Linked DNA regions of Sus scrofa: regions 2, 3 and 4 are each linked to region 1. A link is a contact called in public Hi-C and HiChIP or PLAC-seq data. All regions are on one chromosome and are shown on one strand. Each heading gives the region's core, a stretch centred on a gene start, on an enhancer-like site or on the middle of the called end of the contact. The rest is flanking DNA. Distances are from core to core; before and after follow the strand shown.

What was found. Hi-C and Micro-C count contacts between places; a contact is called where the count stands out from the background. HiChIP or PLAC-seq counts read pairs in DNA pulled down with a chosen protein or histone mark.
Region 2: a contact with region 1 is called in an H3K27ac HiChIP or PLAC-seq map of skeletal muscle. The contact joins the promoter of LOC100524613 here to the promoter of EEF2K in region 1. A contact is called at or near these places in 1 of 47 Hi-C or Micro-C datasets (skeletal muscle) and 2 of 2 datasets of contacts at active chromatin or transcription factors (alveolar macrophages and skeletal muscle).
Region 3: a Hi-C map of retroperitoneal adipose tissue shows a contact between it and region 1, with 1.8 times the contacts expected there. The contact joins the enhancer-like site here to the promoter of EEF2K in region 1. A contact is called at or near these places in 4 of 5 promoter capture datasets (fetal liver, fetal skeletal muscle and liver), 25 of 47 Hi-C or Micro-C datasets (adipose tissue, alveolar macrophages, blood and 17 more) and 2 of 2 datasets of contacts at active chromatin or transcription factors (alveolar macrophages and skeletal muscle).
Region 4: a contact with region 1 is called in a Hi-C map of skeletal muscle, with 5 times the contacts expected there. The contact joins the promoter of CDR2 here to the promoter of EEF2K in region 1. A contact is called at or near these places in 11 of 47 Hi-C or Micro-C datasets (alveolar macrophages, embryonic fibroblasts, fetal heart ventricle and 6 more) and 2 of 2 datasets of contacts at active chromatin or transcription factors (alveolar macrophages and skeletal muscle).

What each region holds. Positions count from the first base shown.
Region 1 is chr3:23,978,416-23,981,824 of Sscrofa11.1, forward strand. EEF2K (eukaryotic elongation factor 2 kinase) reads right to left here and starts at 1,816. Exons shown (of 19, transcript XM_003124551.6): 1 at 1,465-1,816.
Region 2 is chr3:24,227,081-24,230,489 of Sscrofa11.1, forward strand. It overlaps LOC100524613 (cytochrome b-c1 complex subunit 2, mitochondrial), which reads right to left and starts at 1,751. Exons shown (of 14, transcript XR_002342381.1): 1 at 1,596-1,751.
Region 3 is chr3:24,181,598-24,185,006 of Sscrofa11.1, forward strand. It overlaps PDZD9 (PDZ domain-containing protein 9), which reads left to right. Exons shown (of 5, transcript XM_021086490.1): 2 at 1,671-1,895. The coding sequence starts at 1,865. Among named protein-coding and RNA genes, the nearest start is that of PDZD9, 7.1 kb to the left of the region's middle. Within about 2 kb of position 1,679, at least 37 of the 83 cell types and tissues checked have an H3K27ac peak or open chromatin away from gene starts, as enhancers often do. A contact at or near this core is called in adipose tissue, brain, embryonic fibroblasts and 6 more, where this site is marked.
Region 4 is chr3:23,795,055-23,798,463 of Sscrofa11.1, forward strand. It overlaps CDR2 (cerebellar degeneration-related protein 2), which reads left to right and starts at 1,749. Exons shown (of 5, transcript XM_021086479.1): 1 at 1,749-2,113. The coding sequence starts at 2,035.

The DNA of each region.
Region 1 (3,409 bases), core at 566-3,065:
TGTACACAAAGCATCACATGCAAACTGAGACTATTTCAAGTGATCATCAGGCCCCTACTTCCTGCCTCCCCACACCCTGCAAAAGATAAGAACTTGGGACCCCAGCCTACACCCTGTCTTTAGGAAGAACACGAGGAGTTCCCATCGCGGTGCAGCGGAAACAAATCTGACTAGGAACCATGAGGTGGTAGGTTCAATCCCCGGCCTCACTCAGTGGGTTAAGGATCCGGTGTTGCTGTGAACTGTGGTGTAGACTGCAGACACACCTGGGATCTGGCTTTGCTGTGGCTTTAGGCTGGCGGCTACAGCTCCGATTAGACTCCTAGCCTGGGAACCTCCATATGCCGGCTGGTGTGGCCGTAAAAAGACAAAAAAAAAAAAAAAAAAAAAAAAAAAAACCAAACAAACAAACAAAAAAACGCAACATCAAAGAACTTGAGAGGAAAGGGAGGCGGCAATCCCAACCATGTTACACCTGAATTCCCGTCATCAAGCAATATATTTGTTGAATACACACGTGAGCCAAAAGAATGAATGTGAGGTGTTGTGGAGCCCACAGAGGGAGAAGACACCTGCACAACTCCACCCCTATACCCTTCCTCCTCCCACTGGCATCCTTTCCAGCTCAGCTCAAGCATCACTTTCTTCAGGAAGTCTTGCCCAATAACCTTCCCCCCAACACACACACACACAGCGTTTGCTCTCCGCTCTCACCTGCTCGCTCTATATTCCCACAGTTCCGGGTATCTGCCCTTGGCTCATTCTGAGCCTCAAGTTCCTCCTCCGTAAAATCAGAGGGGGTGGACAATGTCCTGGCTGATGGGCCCCAAGGCAGGCAGCTTCCAGGGTGGAGGTCCCAGAAGTCAGGCTCTCACACCGCGTCCCCACGGGGCAGACGGAGCAGCCCCCCTCCCTCTCACTAGCCGGACAACCAGGCTGGTTCCCCGCGTTCCCCCAGGCCCGCGGAGCGGATCTAGGCCGGGACTCACCCGGTAGGCTCCCGCCCCCGCGTCGCCGCCCGCATATTAATGCCCAGTCTCTTGGCGCACACGTCCCCGGAGACTGCCAACACCCGAACTCCCGCAGCCAACAATGCAGCAAGGGCGCGTCTACACTGTCCTCGGGGTTCTGGGAATTAGGGCCTCTTGTTCGGGGGCCGGGGAAGGGGACGTGGCTCTGGGCCCTGCAGGGGAAGGAAGGCAGGGCTGTCCCCACCCTCTGCGGGCCCCGAGGCGCCCCGGCTGGCGGCCCCCAAGCTGCCTCTCCCACACCATCACGTGCCGAGTAGTTTTCCTATAGTCACTGCCGTGAATCTGCACGACGGCCCCATTTTACAGAAGCAAACACTGAGCCCCGAAGAGCCTAACCCTCACCCGTCCCTTCCGCCTGGGTCCTCACTTTTAAGCCCCAGCCTGTTTGCAGCGCCCGATCCCGGCTCTCAGAGCCAACCGCCACCCCACCTACCTGCTCCGGGCGGACAGGCGAGGCAGCCGCTGCTCACGGCCGCGAGGATCCAGAGGAGCTGGCAGAAGCTCGTGGCCCGGTGCTCCAGGGTGCAGGGCGGGCGGGCCCCCCGAGAGCGCCGGGGAGCGGAGAGCCGGGCGCGCAGGCGGGCGCTCCAAGGAGGCAGCTGCGGCCGCCGGACCGATCCCGGGGCGCAAGGGGGCACGCGGGGCTGCTGGAAGGATCCCGTGTGCTGGGGGCGCGTTCCAAGGGCGCGGGCGCAGACCACTGTCTGCGGAGCTGGGGCGGCTGCAGCGCTGGGTGTGCGGGCGGCGGATCCCCACTGGAGCCGAGCTGGAGCTGGGGCTTGGGTAGGAGGAGGCAGGCAGGGGCGGGGCCACGGCCGGGCGGGCACTCGGTGCATCGTTCACGTGGCCGCCCTCCCGTGGCCGTCACCGCTTTTGCAGCCGCCGCGTGGACCTGCCGGCGCTCCGTCCCCAGCTCCCCAGCCTGCTGAGTATACGGCTTCAGGGCCCATCGGGTGGGGAGGGCCTGGCACTGACCCGCCAAGGGACAGCCAACTCCTCCCTTGCGCACCGCACCTTACCATCCTCCATAGCTGGCTGCCTCGTTCTGTATTCAAGTCCTTTCCAAAGAGTGATCGCATGTCGTCGTTGGTACTTCTCTAAGCATAACCTTAAAATATTTTTATCAAGAATGGATCGCCCCCCCATCCCACCCCGGATTTCTGCTTCGTAAAAACTTAGGCGCTTATGACTACGGCAATCATGTGTATAATTTTTCTATTCTTTATTTTTGTCTTTTTAGGGCCCCACCCACTGGCATATGGAGGTTCCCAGGCTAGGCCTCTGAGCCGAGCTAAGGCTGCTGGCCCACGCCACAGCCACAGCATCGCTGGATCTGAGCCACGTCTGCGACCTACACCACAGCTCACGGCAATGCCAGATCCTTAACCCACTGAGTGAGCCAGGGATCAAACCTGCCACCTCATGGTTCCTAGTTGGATTTGTTTCCGGGGCGCCACGTCAGGAACACTAACTTTTAAATGTTTTCAATTTATAATGTTGTGCCAATTTCTGCTGTACAGCAAAGCAACCCAGTCACACATGTACATACATTCTGTCTCTTATATCATCTTCCATGGTGTCTATCTCAAGAGACTGGATACAATTCTCTATGCTATACAGTAGGAATGTGTATAATTGTTTAATATCATCTCTAGAGGTCCCTGACCTGCCTAGTACATTGCTGTCTGTATTCCTGTTAGCACATGGCCTGGCACATAGTAAGTGCTTAATAAATGCCTGTGATATGAATGAATAGATATGAAAAGTTATAAAGAAGAAAAGGCAATAAAACGAATGATAACTACTGTGCACACATGGATATTCTTCCAGATAAACCTTCTAGGGAAATTTTAGAAATTTCACAACTCTTAGAAATAAAAGTAACAGTGATGTTTATCGAGTGATTTATCTCATTCCTCTTCACACCAACCCTAGAGGTAGGTCTCACTAGCTTTACTCTACAGATCATAAAAATGAGGCTTTAACAAATACCGTAGGATGTCGCTTATATCTGGAATCTAATATACGGCACAAATGAAGCTTGTCACAGAAAAGAAATGCATGGACTTGGAGAACAGACTTGTGGTTACCAAGGTGGGGGAGGGAGTGGGATGGACTGGGAGCTTGGGGTTCATAGATGCAAACTACTGCATTTGGAGGGGATAAGCAATGAGATCTTGCTGTGTAGCACAGAGAACTATATCTAGTCACTTGTGATGGACATGATGGAGGATAATGTAAGAAAAAGAATATACGTGTGTGTGTATGTGACTGGGTCGCTTTGCTGTACAGTAGAAAATTGACAGAACACTGTAAACCAACTACAATGGAAAAAATAAAAATGATTTTTAAAAATGAGGCTTTAGAGATACATTTGC
Region 2 (3,409 bases), core at 501-3,000, 250 kb after region 1:
CCTCAGTACTCCCAGGATCAAACAAACATGCTACTAGATTTTTCTAAGGACCCCCCTCCTTCAGAGGCTGCAATGCCCCTCGGTGTTGTCCAGGGGGTGGAGGCTGTTGGTTGTGCATTCAGCATCAGTGCTGTATTAAGCTGGTTCCTAGTTTCATATAGTTAACCCTCCTAGTGATTTTACTGTTTTATTTTAAAAATTTTTTTAATTTTATTTTTTTTTTTTTTTTTTTTTTTGCTTTTTTAGGGCTGCACTTGTGGCATATCATATGGAGGTTCCCAGGCTAGGGAATCGGAGTTGTAGCTGCTGGCTTACGCTACAGCCACAGCAAGCTCAGTTCTGAGCTGTGTCTACTACCTACACCACAGCTCATAGCAACGCCAGATCCTTAAGCCACTGAGCAAGGCCAGGGATTGAACCTGTGTCCTCATGGATTCTAGTCAGATTCGTTTCCACTGAGCCACGATGGGAACTGAGTATTTTTTTCCTACTGGAAAGTGGAGATGGATGGAATGGAGGAGGAGCTTTGGAGATCTTTGCCCAGTCTAACTGGGTTTTCCTCTAATCACTGGTTTGTCTAGGGGTGTTAGGAAGGGTAAGACAATTGTAGACTAAATTAGGGCTATTTGTACAATTCATAGTTTATCTACTTAAACATTAAGTGCAGAGAAACTCCATTCCCTGGTCTTTTGCACCTCCTTCTATCAGGTTCCTAGGTTACCTTGCAAACCCAGGTAATTTTGGCATTTGGGACTGGACAATTCTTTGCCGTGGATGGCTTTAGGCACTGTAGGATGTTCAGGTGCAGAACTCCCCCACAAGTTGTTACAACCAAAAATGTCTCTAGATATTGCCAACTGTCTCCTAGGAACAAAGGCGGCTTTGCTGAGATTTTTCAATCTGAGAACAAGACCCCCCCCCCATAACTACCGTTCCACACATATAACACTGACACTTAGAGGAGATTTCCCCAGACAACAGCTATGCTTCACTCCGGCTTGGCTTGAATGAGCTTAAGCTCTTGAGGGCAGGCCAAGAACCCCTCCTGGATAAACTCTGACAAGAGATCAAGAAAAGCAGGAGACCACAGTAACAACTTCCAGGCACTGCGAAAAACGCTACAAAGACATTAGCTCATTTCTTCCTTAGGATCATACTCATAAGCCCATTGGAAAAGGTGATGCTCCGTGATACGCCAAGAAGCATACGCCGAGGCTGACGGGTAGGGACGGGGGGCCGAGGCTGACAGGTAGGTCTACGCCGGCCTCCTGCGTCCGAGGTCTGGCGGTCGCCTTCTCCAGCAAAGTGCACTAATGACCTTCAAAGGTCTCCCACGCCCAGTCGCTGCACCTCGGCTCTCAAACCCTCTCCCTCTCTTTCGGTTTTCCGGCATTGGGTCTCCGGTACTCAGACCACGAGCTGTCCTTCGGCCGCCCGACCCACCCAGCCTGCAGACCACTTGGCCGGCAGGGTTCAGCTGAAGGGCAGAACAGAGCCCAAGGCACCGGGACCCCAAACCAGGCACCTCCTGTCCGTATGACCTTGCTAACAAACTGCTCTCCCAACCCTGCCCCAAGCCCGCCGGCTGTGCTCACCGAGAAGGATCCGGCTCTGGTTATAAGCTTCATGGCTTAAGATTGCTCGGACCCGCGGTCACAACCGCCTTACAGGAGAGCAAGATGGTGGCGGAGGGCGGGAATGGCCCAACTCTCCCCGCGACACTCTTTCCCACGCCTACTGAGGGGCCTCTCTACACGACCCGCCTGCGCTCTACTGCTCCCCGGAGGAGGTTGGACCAGTCCAATTCCTCCAAGACGCAGGCTAGGGAGACACATAATTTCGTAAGGAAATATTCAGAAGGCAATTTAAATGACCACTTTTAGATTTCTCTTCCTGGCGCGGATATCCACTCTGTAGTCCTTTTCTACGTCTAGGACAGCCCATCCAGCACCCCCGCCACTTTGGATTCTCCCGATCTGGACTGTCCAATGAAAGAGCCCCTGCCCGGGGCTTTCCCCCCCGCGGCGACTGAGTTCCAGGACTTCCCACTGCCTGGTGGCCGTGGCCTTGGGAGCGGGTCTCCGTGGCTGCCCTGCAGCAAAGGCTTGGACGTAGAAACCTGGTGTGATCGCCTCTCGCTTGAAGTCCTCGCTAGATCATTAGCTCCATGAGAGCAGAGGCCTTACCCAGAGAATTCGCTGTTCTTACTTCCAGATCAGGTCCGGGGAGACTGAAATTTAGGAAATCCTCACAACTAAGGTCTCTACTCTCATGGAATTTATATTCTAGACTGGGATTACGTAGAAAATAAAAACTGAGCTATAGTTTTGTCTTAGATTAAAAATTTTGAATAGTAGTGGTGCGCTCGCGCGAGAGACTGGAACTGAAGGTTGCTTATTGGGAGTCGTGTGACTGGGGGGAAGCGAATTCAGTGCTTTCTTCAACGAGTAGTAACTTAGCCGTTGCCTGTGCCAGACACTATTCTAAAGAATAAGGCATGATCCCTGCCCTTCAGGGACTTAACAGTCTGGTACCCTGCCACTTTGCGTGGTTGGGAAACCAACATCAATATCATTTAGGAGTTTGTTTGAAATGCAGAATCTAGGTTCCATATAGAATCAAAATCTGCACCTTTGCAAGATCCCAAGTTGATTCATATGTGCATTAAAATTTCATAAGGGCTGGTACTGTAGATGTTACAAAGCATACACAAACTTAGGTCTTCTTTGGCTTGTGGGTGAATTGCTCCGCCTTATCTAACAGGAGATACCAGGCGACTTCTAATACCCGGTGGTGAAAATGTGATACACTTACACAGTGATGCATGTGATGATTTTAAGTTGGTACATAAATGAACATTGTTCTATTTTAATAGTTGTATATTTATTTTGAATATTATGGCAAGTAGTGCTGGTAATGAGTTTCTTCTTTTATGACATCAGTGAGTCTTAGAAACAATGCTAAATGTAAAAGCATTAAGTAACTATATTCAGTGTGATGCCTATTTTCTAGAGTTCACAAACAACAAAAACTAACCAGTACAGTAGGTGAACATGTAAATGAAATAAAACCAGAAAAAGGAAAAAAATCTTAATGATTAGTTGAAAAATAACTGGGTAACAAAACACGAACTGTTTGTTCTGAAAATGCTGAAAACTAAAACAATTAAAAAAAAAAAACATAGGAGTTCCCGTTGTGGTGCAGTGGTTAACGAATCCAACTAGGAACCATGACGTTGCGGGTTCGATCCCTGCCCTTGCTCAGTGGGTTAACGATCCGGCGTTGCCGGGAGCTGCGGTGTAGGTTGCAGATGCGGCTCCGATCCCATGTTGCTGTGGCTCTGGCGTAGGCCGGTGGCTACAGCTCCGAATCGACCTCTAGCCTGGGAACCTCCATATGCCGCGGGAGA
Region 3 (3,409 bases), core at 429-2,928, 200 kb after region 1:
ATCCAATCTCTTGGGATAGAGTGTGTGGAAGGTAATATGGGAAAAAGAATGTGTGTGCGTATATATGTATATGGCTGGGTTTCTATGCTGTACAGCAGAAATCAACACAGCAGTGTAAGTCAGCTATGCTTTAAGAAGAAAAAAAAAAAGCATTTTCTGCCTGGGATGGAGGAAAGGCGGATGGATCCTGTGTGCCAGGCAGTGATGGGCTCCCCTCACAGGACCTTGAATGCCGATGTTCTTTATTCCTGCAAACTCTCACCCTCCTTTCCTGATAGGAAGATGGAGGAAAAGGATGCATTGTATGATAGAATTCGTTTGGTGTCTAGACAGATGCCTTTCCAGACTTGTTGGAGGAGGACAGAGGCACTCTGTCACAAGGAGCCACCTGTAGGAGATGCCTTGTTGTGAGTAACAGGGAACAGGATGACTCTTTTCATTTCATTTCATTCTGTATCAGCCACTACAACACGAGATTTATCCAACAGGAAATCTTCCCTGCTTTATTGTCTGGGTAGAGCCCCAGAAACCGCTGAGTAAGCTGGAACCTGCCGAGTTTACCATGGAAATCTTTGCACAGTGCCTGACACCTGATAGGTGCTTGATTACTCTTTGTTGAAGGCATAAACACGAGAGGCCTAGCCTTTCAGTTTCGTCAGAGTGGGGGTGACAATAGGACCCACCTCAGTACACTGTTTTCAGTTTCTTCTAGAATTTATTTTTGATAATTTATACCTTCCTAAAATTGTTCACTTCGTCTGATTTTTTTGGCGTTCCTGTCGTGGCTCAGTAGTTAACGAACCTGACTGGTATCCATGAGGACTTAGGTTCAATCCCTGGCCTCAGTAGGTAAAGGATCTGGTGTTGCTGCGAGCTGTGGTGTAGGTCACTGATGCAGCTTGGATCTGGTGTGGCTGTGGCTGTGGTGTAGGCCGGCAGCTACAGCTCCTATTTGACCCCTAGCCTGGGAACCTCCATGTGCCTCGGGTGTGGCCCTAAAAAAAAATGACAAAAGACATCTGATTTTTGGGGGGGTGGGGGGCATTCCATGGCACTCCGAAGTTCCCTGGGCAAGGGATCAAACCCAAGTCAGATGAAAACGCCAGATCCTTAACTGCTAGGCCATCAGGGAACTCCCTGTGTTTTTTTAAATCTAAGTTCCAAGAGGCTAGAGCCCTTGTTTGTTTTGTCTGCTGTTGTATCCCCAGCATCAGCACAAACCACAGAGCAGGCTTCCAGTAAATACTTGCTGTATGAGTGAATGTGTGTGGGGGAGGAAGGATTATTTTGGAAAAAAGGAGGAAGAATTAATTCCTCTCCTAATCGTGACTCATTTTTTTCAGGCCACTCTTGGCCTTTTCTCATTCAAAACATCCATGAAAAGCGTGCCGTTCCAAAGCAGTTGGCGCAGTTGATGTAACAATATTTAAAAATACCATTATTGGAGAGCAGCAGGGGATTCTGTGCTCTTTTAAGAGCTAGCTAGGATCTTCCTCTGCTGACAACCTCACCTCTTTGAGAGACTCTCTCATGGGCTTCCTCCACCCTCTCCATTTTTCAGCAGTTTCCCAAGAATGGGTGACGAACCCCACGGTGGGCCAAGCACTGTGCGACTCCCCGCAGAAGTATTGTTTTTCTCCACCAAAGTTTTCCTGCACTGCATTTTCCAGGGTCCTCGGAGCGGAGCGCCGCACTTCTGGACAGCGTGGTCGCAGCGCCCCCTGGGGGCCGGCCCGAGATCTCGCCGCCCGTAGTCGGGCCCGCCGCGCCCCGGCTCCGGCAAGGTTCGAAAGCAGTTGGGAGTTGGACCGGCTCCAGCTTTGGCTCCGGGAGGCCCTCCTGAGCGGCCTGCCCTCCCGGGGCTATGAAGAAGCCTGTTCAGAAAAGCGCTAAAGGTAACTCCCCCCCCCTCTGTAAAACGGGACCATCACACTCAGCCTGGCACACAGCCTCTCACCAACATTTGTTTACCAGACTGTAATTTACATACAGTAAGAGCCTCCCCTTTTCAGCGGACAGCTCTGTGAGTTTTAACAATCATATACCCGTGTTTAACCACTGCCACAAACAAGATGTAATTTCCACCACCCTCCAAATTACCTCGCGATGCCCATTCGCTGCCCATGCCTCTCGCCACCCCAGCTCCTGATCTGTTTTCTACGGTTTCGCCCCTGCCACGGAGAATGTTACAAAACCGGAATCATGTCATATGGAGTCTTTTGAGTCTGGCTTCTTTAACTTCACCCCGCTGTCTTTGGAGACTGGGCTTCATCGTAGATTATATCATAAGCACCTTTAATTTGCAAACTGAGGTTGGGACTCAGACCCTGGCTGTGATGCCAGTTCTCTGATTGCTCAGGAAAACCAGAGACTCAAGGAGAGGATAACTGGTTCCAAATCGCTCCTATAATCCTGCAAAGGCTCTGAAGATGGTACCTTCTCATTCTGGGTTACCTTGTTTTCTGGACAGAAAGCATCCGTGGTCTCCAGGAGGGGGAGGTTGGAGATAAGCAAGGACCCTTGCTTGGAGTTGAAAGGGCCATGAGCCAGCCAGCTCCCCGCAGCTGGAGGTGTGGGACAGGGGGAGCCCCTCCTTCACCGGTGAGGAGGACACCTGAGCCCCCAAATACCACAGGCACATAGATTTGGCAAAGGCTTGGCAAGTAGTAACTTGTCACTTCTCCTTAAGTGTGTGTGTATGAGATGCTGAAAGAGTGTGCTGAAAGTTGCCCCAGAAGCCTCCTGTGAACTGAAAATGAGTCTTTTCAGAAGCTTCCTCTTGGGAAAATAACTTGCTGTTTGAAATTACTCCTCAGGCTTTGAAACTTTGCTTGTGTGATTCAGTTCTGTAAAAAACATATTTCACCCCCTCCCTACCCATGGCCCTGGATTTTTCTCCCAAATGCTTTTTTCCCCTACTGCTTATCTCCACTGACATTGTCATGACATGCTTGGGTAAATGCAGTAACCCTTTCTTTCTTCCTCTTTCTTTCTTTCTTTCCTTCTTTCTTTCTTTTTGTGGCATATGGAGGTTCCCAGGCTAAGGGTCTAATCGGAGCTGTAGCCGCCAGCCTACACCACAGCCACAGCAACGCAGGATCCGAGCCGTGTCTGCGACTCATACCACAGCTCATGGCAATGCCAGATCCTTAACCCACTGAGCAAGGCCAGAGATCGAACCCGCATCCTCATTGATGCGAGTCAGCTTCGCTAACTGCTGAGCCACAATGGCAACTCCAGTAACCCTTTCATTTTTCATTTCCCCCTCCAGACCCCATAGTCCATACAGCCGCCAAAAGGTTTTTGTTTGAGTGCAGCTCTTAGCTTATCTTGCTGAAATGGCTTCTAAGCTTTTCCAGTGACGTAAACGTGGGAAACAGCCTGTCTGCTCCGCCTTTGCTCCTCCTGC
Region 4 (3,409 bases), core at 499-2,998, 180 kb before region 1:
GATTTTTGAAGACTCTAAAAGAGCATTTCGATGCACTTTCCCATTTGATTTGGAGTCAAAAACAAGCTTCTGCCATGGAGGAAAAAGTCAGCACTTTCAATCTTGCAGATTAGAGACTAAAAAACTGTCTCTTAGCGATCAGAGACATGTTTCTGCCCCTTCAGCTTCCACAAATCACCATCCACAAATCCTAAATCCAATCATCTCTCTTTCCAAAGAGCTCTATCCATAGTGACTTTTAAATTAAGATAGTTGAGTTTGGAGTTCCTGCGGTGGCTCAGTTGTTAACGAATCTCATTAGCAACCATGAGGACACAGGTTTGATCCCTGGCCTCCCTCAGGGAGTTAAGTATCCAGCATTGCCATCAGCTGTGTAGATCGAAGCTACAGCTCCGATTTGACCCCCAGCCTGGGAACCTCCATATGCCATGGGTGCAGCCCTAAAAAGACAAAATAAATAAATAAATTTTTTAGAAAGCAAAGAAAAAAAAAAAAGATAGTTGGGTGTGATTATTTTCTTTCGGCTAGGGACTAATTTCTCTACCAGAATATTGACAATTAGAGCAGTACAGGCTAGACTAGCTAGACGCACAACCTAGCTTCTGTCTTAGCCTAGCAATAAAAAATTTATCAGTAACATTTTACCTTTTAGCATATTTGGCTTCAGAAGAAAAGAATTTATCAGTTTACCATTTCTGCTTTTATTACTTCTAACACCGTAAGTCCTTCTACGTTTATTAGTGCGCATTCTACTTTAAGAGACAGCACCGTTGTCTGTCAGCTGTGCATTACCGTTACATCAAGGCTGAGAACACTGACCTTCTGGTCTGTAACCCTATTTTAAAATGTCTGTGTTTTGTCTGCACAATGCTGGTGAAATCCACAACCTACCGGCAGTTATTTATTTTGCTATTGTCTTTGGAGACGAGTGTTCACTGCTCTGCTGGCCATCTAGTGCTTCGACTGCATTCTCTGCAGGTGTTAACATTATGACTCCAGAGTCCTGTGATCTGTGAATCTTTTTAAAAGTATGCAAAAATGCCTGCAATTTCTTTCTTTCTTTTTTTTTTAAGGCTAAGTTACCGTCAACTGCACCGGTTCCTGTTTGTCCCCAGATACTCAAGTGGGTTTGAGGCTCACCGTTTCAGGGGGAGTGAGTACAATCCTCAGCTGATTGTACTCAGATATCAAGGAGAAAATAGCTAACAGCCCTAAACTTTCGACCGACCCTCAATTTCTCTGCGTAGAGGAGACCAAATCTGGGCGTGAAAAGACCAGCAGAGGCCGGCGGGACAGCGGATCTCAGGATCCCGGAACCCTTCACGCCGCCTGCCAGCAACTGCCTTATGCTCCGAGGCCAGACTCCCGCCCCTCACGCCCACGCAGCCAGTCCACTGGCCAGCGCGCCCGACACCCACCACAGTGGCCGCTGAGGCCGCCACATCCACACCTGTGTAACGCGAATACGCCCAGTAGCTACTCAAAGCAGAGAGGGGCGGGACCTTCGGCCGCACCCCTTCCCCTTTTCCCGCCTTCTTTGTTTCCCCCGGAGTTCCCATTGGCTGCTTGCCCTTGAAACCCGGCGAACCGCGGGACTGCAGTGAGACGGGATTGGACGATGTCGCTGCCGCTCGGCCGACATCCCTCTCGCGATTGGCTGAGGCGCCGCCGGGGGTTTGAATCGCAGCCCAGATCGGGGAGGGTTCTGCCAAAGTGCCACGTTGGGCCGGGCTGCGGCGTGAGGAGCCGGCTCTGGGCGCCGGCCGGGGCGCTAGCGCCTGGGCGCTGGCCGTTGGGACTCTTTGAGCTGCGCGAGGCGAGTCGGAAAGCCGGTCCGAGGCTTGCGCTGCGAGCCGCCCCGCGGCGGCAGCGGCGGCTAGCTGTGGTCGGACTGCGCGGCAGAGCCAGGGCGGCGGCGCGTCCCGCCCGAGGGCGGCTCTGGCCGAGGGCGGAGGGGCCGGCGGAAAGCCCGGGGCAGCGGCTGAGGCGGGCCGGCGGCGGCGGGGGCCGCTGCCCCCGGAAGAGCCGGCCGAGATGCTGGCGGAAAACCTGGTGGAGGAGTTTGAGATGAAGGAGGACGAGCCGTGGTACGACCACCAGGACCTCCAGCAAGGTGAGGGCGCGGTCGCCTGGCAGGGCCTGGCCGGGGCGCTGCCGGCTCACGGCTTCTCCCGCCGCGAAACTTAAAAAGTTGCTTTTCCTCGGGGCCAACAGATGCCAAGTGCAGGGAAGGTCTGGCGCTCACCTGGTGTTGGGACTGTCGCGCCTGCCCATCCCGCCCCGGGGAACTGCGCTGCGCGGGACTCGGGCTTCTGCGCAGGTACCAATATCAGCATCACCATCATCACCCCTCCTGCTAGCTGGGCGCCAGGCACCGTTTGACGCGCTTTCCCCAGATTAACTGATTTAATCCCCATGGCATTACTCGGAGCAGAGAGGGGAGCCCTTGCTGGGCTCAGGGGCCCCTGCTGCCTCTCCGCCTCCGGGAGAAAACACAGTCGGTGCCAAGTGTGAGCTGCTGCAGGTGGCAGGAACCTTGTCTAGCCCTTTTCACACATTCGATGGGCACCATAACTCCGCGAGAGAGTAACTTGTGTTATCCCCATTTTCCAGATGGGCAAAGCGGAGACTAACGCTGCCAAGTGCCTTCCTCCAGATTAAGTGGGGGAGAACGTATTTATGAAGCCACACACTCAGACTGGGGAGTCGTCGTAGCCTCTGCCCAAACCTTATCTCTTCACCACCTGTTTTACGGCTTTTTCAGTTGCGGGAAAATTTTTGCTTGTGTTCACCAGATGCAAGGGACATGACTTGAGGGCACTTCAGCGGTATTCCCCTTCCTTCAATTTGCACCCTTGCTTTCTAGTTAAAAACAGGTGTTCGTTTAAAACAGGCCCTAGCCTGTCTTGGATTTCTTGTCTCCAGAGAGACACCTTAGAGGGGCCTTCACTTTGGAGCCAATGCCAGTTTTTTGCCTCTTAATAGCAGGGACTTGCAACTGGGGAAGCTGTTGGTGTGCCAGACGCTAACAGGCCCCTTCACACAGGTGCTCGCTCATTTCGTAGGGCAGTGCTATGGCAAAGAAGTACTGAGTACTGCTGTTGGGGGAGCTAGGGTTCCACTCCAAACTCCAAAGTAAACTTTCTCAGCCCTCATCCTGGATGCTGAATACTCCTCAGGAGTTGTGGGTTTTTTGTTTTTTGTTTTTTTGTTTTTTTCTCCAGGCCTCTTCTGTTTCAGCAATGCTGTGCACATCAGCTTTTTCAGCTCTAAACTGGCACAAAAAATTAACACCTCATGTAGTTGACTATTAAATGACCGTGATTGTTTGTTCATGCTAACCATTGAACTTGGGGGCTGGGGAATATGGGCTTAAATGACTCATACTTAGAAAAGGAACATAAGGAGC